Regions from separate parts of the Sus scrofa genome. Here region 2 is linked to region 1. A link is a contact called in public Hi-C data. All regions are on one chromosome and are shown on one strand. The core of a region is the stretch at or near the end of the contact, and the rest is flanking DNA. Distances in the headings are between cores, read along the strand shown. Region 1 holds the start of GM2A (ganglioside GM2 activator). Region 2 holds the start of CCT5 (chaperonin containing TCP1 subunit 5).

What was found. Hi-C and Micro-C count contacts between places; a contact is called where the count stands out from the background.
Region 2: a contact with region 1 is called in a Hi-C map of liver, with 8 times the contacts expected there. The contact joins the promoter of CCT5 here to the promoter of GM2A in region 1. A contact is called at or near these places in 2 of 47 Hi-C or Micro-C datasets (heart right ventricle and liver) and 1 of 2 datasets of contacts at active chromatin or transcription factors (alveolar macrophages).

Annotation. Positions count from the first base shown.
Region 1 is chr16:71,766,372-71,769,527 of Sscrofa11.1, reverse strand. It overlaps GM2A (ganglioside GM2 activator), which reads left to right and starts at 1,656. Exons shown (of 4, transcript XM_013984919.2): 1 at 1,656-1,806. The coding sequence starts at 1,729.
Region 2 is chr16:72,221,768-72,224,548 of Sscrofa11.1, reverse strand. It overlaps CCT5 (chaperonin containing TCP1 subunit 5), which reads left to right and starts at 1,359. Exons shown (of 11, transcript NM_001278779.1): 1 at 1,359-1,599. The coding sequence starts at 1,495. It overlaps FAM173B (protein FAM173B), which reads right to left and starts at 1,057. Exons shown (of 5, transcript XM_021076853.1): 1 at 1,027-1,057.

The sequences.
Region 1 (3,156 bases), core at 407-2,906:
TTTTTGCCATTTCTTGGGCTGCTCCCGCGGCATATGGAGGTTCCCAGGCTAGGAGTCGAATCGGAGCTGTAGCCACCGGCCTACGCCAGAGCCACAGCAATGCAGGATCCGAGCCGCGTCTGCAACCTACACCACAGGTCACTGCAACACCGGAGCGTTAACCCACTGAGCAAGGGCAGGGACCAAACCTGCAACCTCATGGTTCCTAGTGGGATTCGTTAACCACTGCGCCACGACGGGAACTCCAGAACATTTTTTTTTTTAATTAAAAAAAAAAAAAAAATAAAAGGCGCACAGGTGGATAAGTTGGGGTGGATGGGCCTTAGCAGGAAATGAAACCCCAAGATGGCCTGACCTAAATTTTCAAGAGAAACTAGAACTCTGAGGGGGGGGAGGGTTAATGTAAAATCTCTCTCTCTTACACGCACACACACACACACACACACACACACACACACACGCGCGCGCGCGCGCGCATACACACACACACCCCATCATGAAAGCTAAACAAAATATCTACAGGAGGTGAGATGGCCTCTGGTCCAGCTAGACAGATATTGTAACAAAGGATATGGAAAAATACCATGGAAGCAAAAAGGAGCAACAGACTCTATCTGGGAGGAAAGGGAAGGGCAGGCTTCCCCAGGGAGGTGACATTTAACCTGGGCTCTGTAAGTTAAGCAAGGATTCTTCTTGTCAAGAAAGTGAGGAACAGCTCCGATTCAACCCCTAGCTGGGAACTCCCATATGCCACGGGAGCAGCCCAAGAAAATGGCAAAAAGACAAAAAGACAAAAAAAAAAAAAAAAAAAAAGAAAGTGGGGAGGTGTAACGCTGTGAGGCGATGGGTGTGTTAACTAACCTTACTGTGGTGATAGTTTTTGCAATATATACATATATAAAATTAAAATTAATCAAAGAAAGTGGGGGAGAACATTCCTGCCCAGTGCCGTGTGGGCTTTCAGGGGCGCTCTGCCACTCTGGGAGGCTGGAGTGCTGGGTGAGCTTAGGGACTGCACACAGAGAGCCTTGGCAGCCTGGCCGAGATGTTCTTATTTTATCCTGGGGACAATGGGGGCATCACCCTCAGATTGCTTTATTTGCGGTCCCTCTGGGGCGCGGGTGAGGTCCGACAGAAAGCTCTATTCCGGAGCCATTGAACAGGAGGGAACCGGTCCAAAAGCACTTGGAAGAAGAGCTGCAGCCCCAAGTCAGGCTCAGGCCCTGCCCCAACTGCGCTCCCGGCCTCCACCCTGAGATAATATGGTAACCAGGCGGGCACTGCAGGCGAGTGTGGGTGCCCCCGGGTAGGCGGTGGGCAGAGAGCGGTTTCCTCTCCTCTCCGCCTGGGAGGTGGCTGCTAGCAGCCGGCAGTGTTGTGGTTACCAGGGCCTGGGGTTACAACACATGTTTGTTTTTTAAAAAAGTTGCAATACCTTTTAAATCAGGGTCTGGACAGGATCCAAGGACAGTAGCAAGGACCAGCCCCCATGGCGCTTCTTAAAGAAGCAGCTGCAGAACCTGGATCTCTGGGAGGGCCCGAGTTCAGGCAGGGCTTAGAGGCTGGCCACGTCTGGAGGGAGATCAAATCTCCAGGGCGCCCCATCCCCCCTCCTCCTTCTTCAGGGCACTTTGGCATAGGGAGCGCTTGAAGATAATCAGTGTTTGGAGCTTTCTTGGAAAACCAGAAGCAGTGCGTAGAGGAGCCCAAGAACACGGGGTCCGGCTCATGGGGAGGAAAGACTTTCCACCCGGTCCAAGATTTAGCAGTCTGGCTTGGCAGGGAGTGAGGTCCCCACTGCAGAAGGTATGCAAGTAGAAGCTAAAATTGGTAGGGCAATGCTGGAGAATGCAGGCAAGGGCCTGCTGGGGTAGGGGTCCTGAGGGAATGGATGCTATTGATATATATTTTTTTAATATATAATGATTTTTTTTTAATTGTGAGTGGAAGGGACCTTTGTTGTGGTCTCTTTGCAGAGAAAGAAGTTCTTTCTCAAAGCGATCAAGATCAGGATTGGAGTTCCCGTGGTGGCACAGCGGAAATGATCCAACTAGTAGCCATGAGGGTGTGGGTTCGCTCCCTGGCCTTGATCAGTGAGTCAGGAATCTGGTATAGCTGTGAGCTGTGGTGTAGTTTGCAGACACGGTTTGGATCCTGCCTTGCTGTGGCTGGCAGCTGTAGCTCCCATTCGACCCCTTGCCTGGCAACTTGCGTATGCTGCAGGTGCAGCCCTAAGAAGCAAAAAAAAAAAAAAGAAGAAAGAAAAAGATTGGGATTCTAGAGACTTTCATTTTGGTACTTGTTGGTGGGAACGTAAATGGTACAGTTGCTATGGAAAACAGTAGGAAGGTTTCTCAAAAAATTAAAAAATACGTTAATGTGATGCAGCAGTCTCATTTCTGGGTATATATCCAAAAGAATCGAAATCAAGGTCATGAAGAGATATCTGTACTCCCACCTTCAATGCAACATTATTAACATAGCCAAGGAGTTCCCACTGTGGCTCAGCAGTAACGAGCCCAGCTAGCATCCATGAGGATGTGGGTTCGGTCCCTGGCCTCGCTCAGTGGGTTAAGGATCTGGCATTGTCGTGAGCTGTGGTGTAGGTTGTAGATGTGGCTCAGATACTGTGTGCTGTGGTGTAGGCTGGCAGCTGCAGTTCTGATTCAGACCCCGTCCTGGGAATCTCCATATGCCACATGTGTGGCTCTAAAAAGAAAAAAAGAAAAAAACAAAAAACAATAGCCATGCTATGGAAACAACCCGAGTGTCCGCTGATAGATACATGGATAAAGAAAATGTGGTGTATGCATGTAATCAAATTGTATTTAGCCTTTTAAAAAAGGAAATTCTGCCACTTGTGACAATGGCTGAACGTGGAAGACATTACGCTAAGTGAAATAAACTAGTCACGGGACATGTACAGCATGATTCCGCTTTTTGAGGGTTTCAACTAGCCTGTCTCATAGAAGCAGAGTATAGAATGGTGGCGCTGGAGATGTTTAGTACATCAGTGTCGCAGTCAGCAGTTTGAAAGCACTGGGCGGAGAGGGTGGATCTTTGCTAAGCGGTTTTACCCCCAAAACAAAGCAAAAACAAAAACCAAAACCAAAAGGGCACAAGGAATCTTTCAGAGGTGATGGCCGTGTCTGTTAC
Region 2 (2,781 bases), core at 110-2,609, 460 kb before region 1:
TAACTATCTAATGAGCCAAATGGATTACAGGATTTGTTATTCTGAATAAGGAAACACTGAACTGGCCAAGCTAAAGTGAATTGAGATGTGGCTCCAAAAGCCAAAATGGCCTTGGAGCATCACTGTAAGCTACAGAGTAAGTGGGCCAGGTATCAGGAGGGGTTAAATGATCAACCACCTGGTGACAAAGTCAATTCCTCACTTTCAGGCCACAGGTTAAATGTTATAATCCATGCATCCATTTCCACATTTGAGTATCCAATAAAAGCTAGGAATAATACGAGTCAAGTCCCACTCTATGTCAGATGGAGGTCAGGGAGGCACGAAACCCACAACAAATAAATCTAAACCCAGAAAACATTACGTCGTGATTTGTGCTCCAAAGAAAAAGCAACAGAGGATCTGGTACTTTTTAGACAAGTTGCTAAGAGAGATCTTTCGGAGGCACCATAACGTAGGGCTTCAGAGTGGGACTCAGATCAAGACTGGGCAATTTTGCTTCTTCCTAGCTAACTTTGGGCAAGTTACTGGAGTATTTGTGCAAAACAGCTATCTCTTTAACAAACACTTGAACAGAGCTTGTTAAGGGCCAGGCACTGTTTCCCCTGAATCCGTAGAGCAGCGGTAAAGAGAGAAGCTATTGCTACCACTGCCATTTTTGCAGACAAATCACCTTCCCAAAGACACAGCTGGTAAGCGGCAGAGCTGTGACCCCCACCCCGACAGTGTGAGTCCAGTACACATCGTATAAGACCGCGCCGAACTAAGGGACTTATTCGCCTCCAAACGCTAGGAACCGGTCCCGGCGGCCAGATCCCAGTACCAGCGCACGCGCCCGAGGCGCGCACAAGCCCTGAGCCCCAAACGCCAGGCCTCGAGCCGAGGCAGCGGCCCGCGACTTCCCGCCCCCCTGCGCCGACACGGACCCGCTGCACCACAGACTCAACAGACGACTACGAGCCCTACGCCGCGCCCGCACCCAGGACCGCGGCCCAAACTACGCGCCGCGCGCGGGGCTGACCTCACCTCTTCCTCCCTCCATCGCGAGATTTCCAGCAGGTTTAAAAAAAAAAAAAAAAAAAAAAAAAAAAAGCGGACTCTACCATCTTCGCGAAGCCAGGGTGGGAAGGAGGGAGAAAACAATGCTCTGAGTCAATGATCTCATCGTTGGGAGCACTATCGAGAAACATCAGATTTTACAGATTTAATAAGTGTCTAAATCCTATCTACTACCGGCTTGTGGGTTCTAAAGTTCGCGTTCGTGTCTTCAAACTGTCCCCCCCACAGCTTCCCGGATGATAGAAGTTGCCGAAGGCCGCTGATTCCAGAAGGTACTGTCTGGCGTTAAACTAGTCTCAGGTGAGAAATAAGTCTCGAGCGGCCTGTGCTGCGCACGCGCGAGCTCTTGGCGCCCTCCCGCGAGAGGAAAGTACTCTCTCGGTTCCGGAGTGGACACCGCCGGTTGCGGGAGAGAACTCCTGCTGCTGCCGCACCATGGCGTCCGTGGGGACCCTCGCCTTCGACGAATATGGCCGCCCTTTTCTCATCATCAAAGATCAAGACCGCAAGTCTCGTCTTATGGGACTCGAGGCCCTCAAGGTAACGGGACTGGGACGCCCTGGATGAGCGGAGGACCCCGAACCCCTGGCTCCGCGCGTGCGCACATTTAAGAGCCGTTCTGCCATGTGCTCTCGGGGAAGGTCGGGGAGCCCCTCTTTGGTCTCCAGTGCTGCACCCAACGCCTTGGGCCTGGGAAAGACCAACATAGAGGCCTTTAGTCCCAGTTTGAGGGTTTGGGTGTCCCTCAAGCGCTCTCCAGAGCTGGGTGGGGCAGCCTCAATTCACAGGCGGAGAACGCGCGTCCCCGCTGGCTTCTCCAGCGTGCTGTCGTTCCGACGGCGCATGTATCAGTAAGCTGCAGAGGAGGTATTTCTCGGGTCCCCTGGCAGATTAGGACCCTGCTTCTTTACCTTCAGTCGGTATACCTGCGACAGCCCCAAAGGAAAAGAGGTTCATACTCTTCGTTGCTTCCTTAAAGGCTTAGTCATTGACAGCGCATTTCATTTTTGAGTCCTTCTATGCACGGCGTAATCCTGGATGTGGTATTATAAAAACTGAAAACGTACACCTTTAAGGAAGAAAATACTACTACAAGAGTGAAAGTGGGAGTTCCCGTCGTGGCTCAGTGGGTTAACGATCCGGCGTTGCCGTGAGCTGTGGTGTAGGTTGCAGACACAGCTCAGATCCTACGTTGCTGTGGCTCTGGCGTAGGCCGGTGGCTACAGCTCCGATTCGACCCCTAGCCTGGGAACCTCCATATGCCGTGGGAGCGGCCCAAGAAATGGCAAAAAGACCAAAAAAAAAAAAAAAAGAGTGAAAAGTGGTCGCCAATAACTATGACATAAGGCAGTGTGTGACCAGAACCACGGGATATGGGAGGCAGTGCAGGAAAAAGCTGGAGGGGATCCTTCAGACGGTCAATGGAGGGGTTTTGAGCAGAATCACAAGTAGAACTATGCCAGAGGAAGTAGGCTTTGAGATAGACCATGTCGCCAGGCCTGAGGTGTCCCTGTTTGCTTAGTGTCTTGGGGTTTTATTTAAGAAGCAGTGCAGTTCTTTCTCCCCTGAACTGTTTGACCTAAAACAAGTTAACACCACCTCTCTGAACCTCCTTTCCCAGCAGGGGCAGCACACCTCTTTCCGGCTTGGGAGGGAAATTAAATGGGGTAACTTATCCAATCTTTGACCCATGGTAGGTAGGCGAGCCACTTGTGTTACATA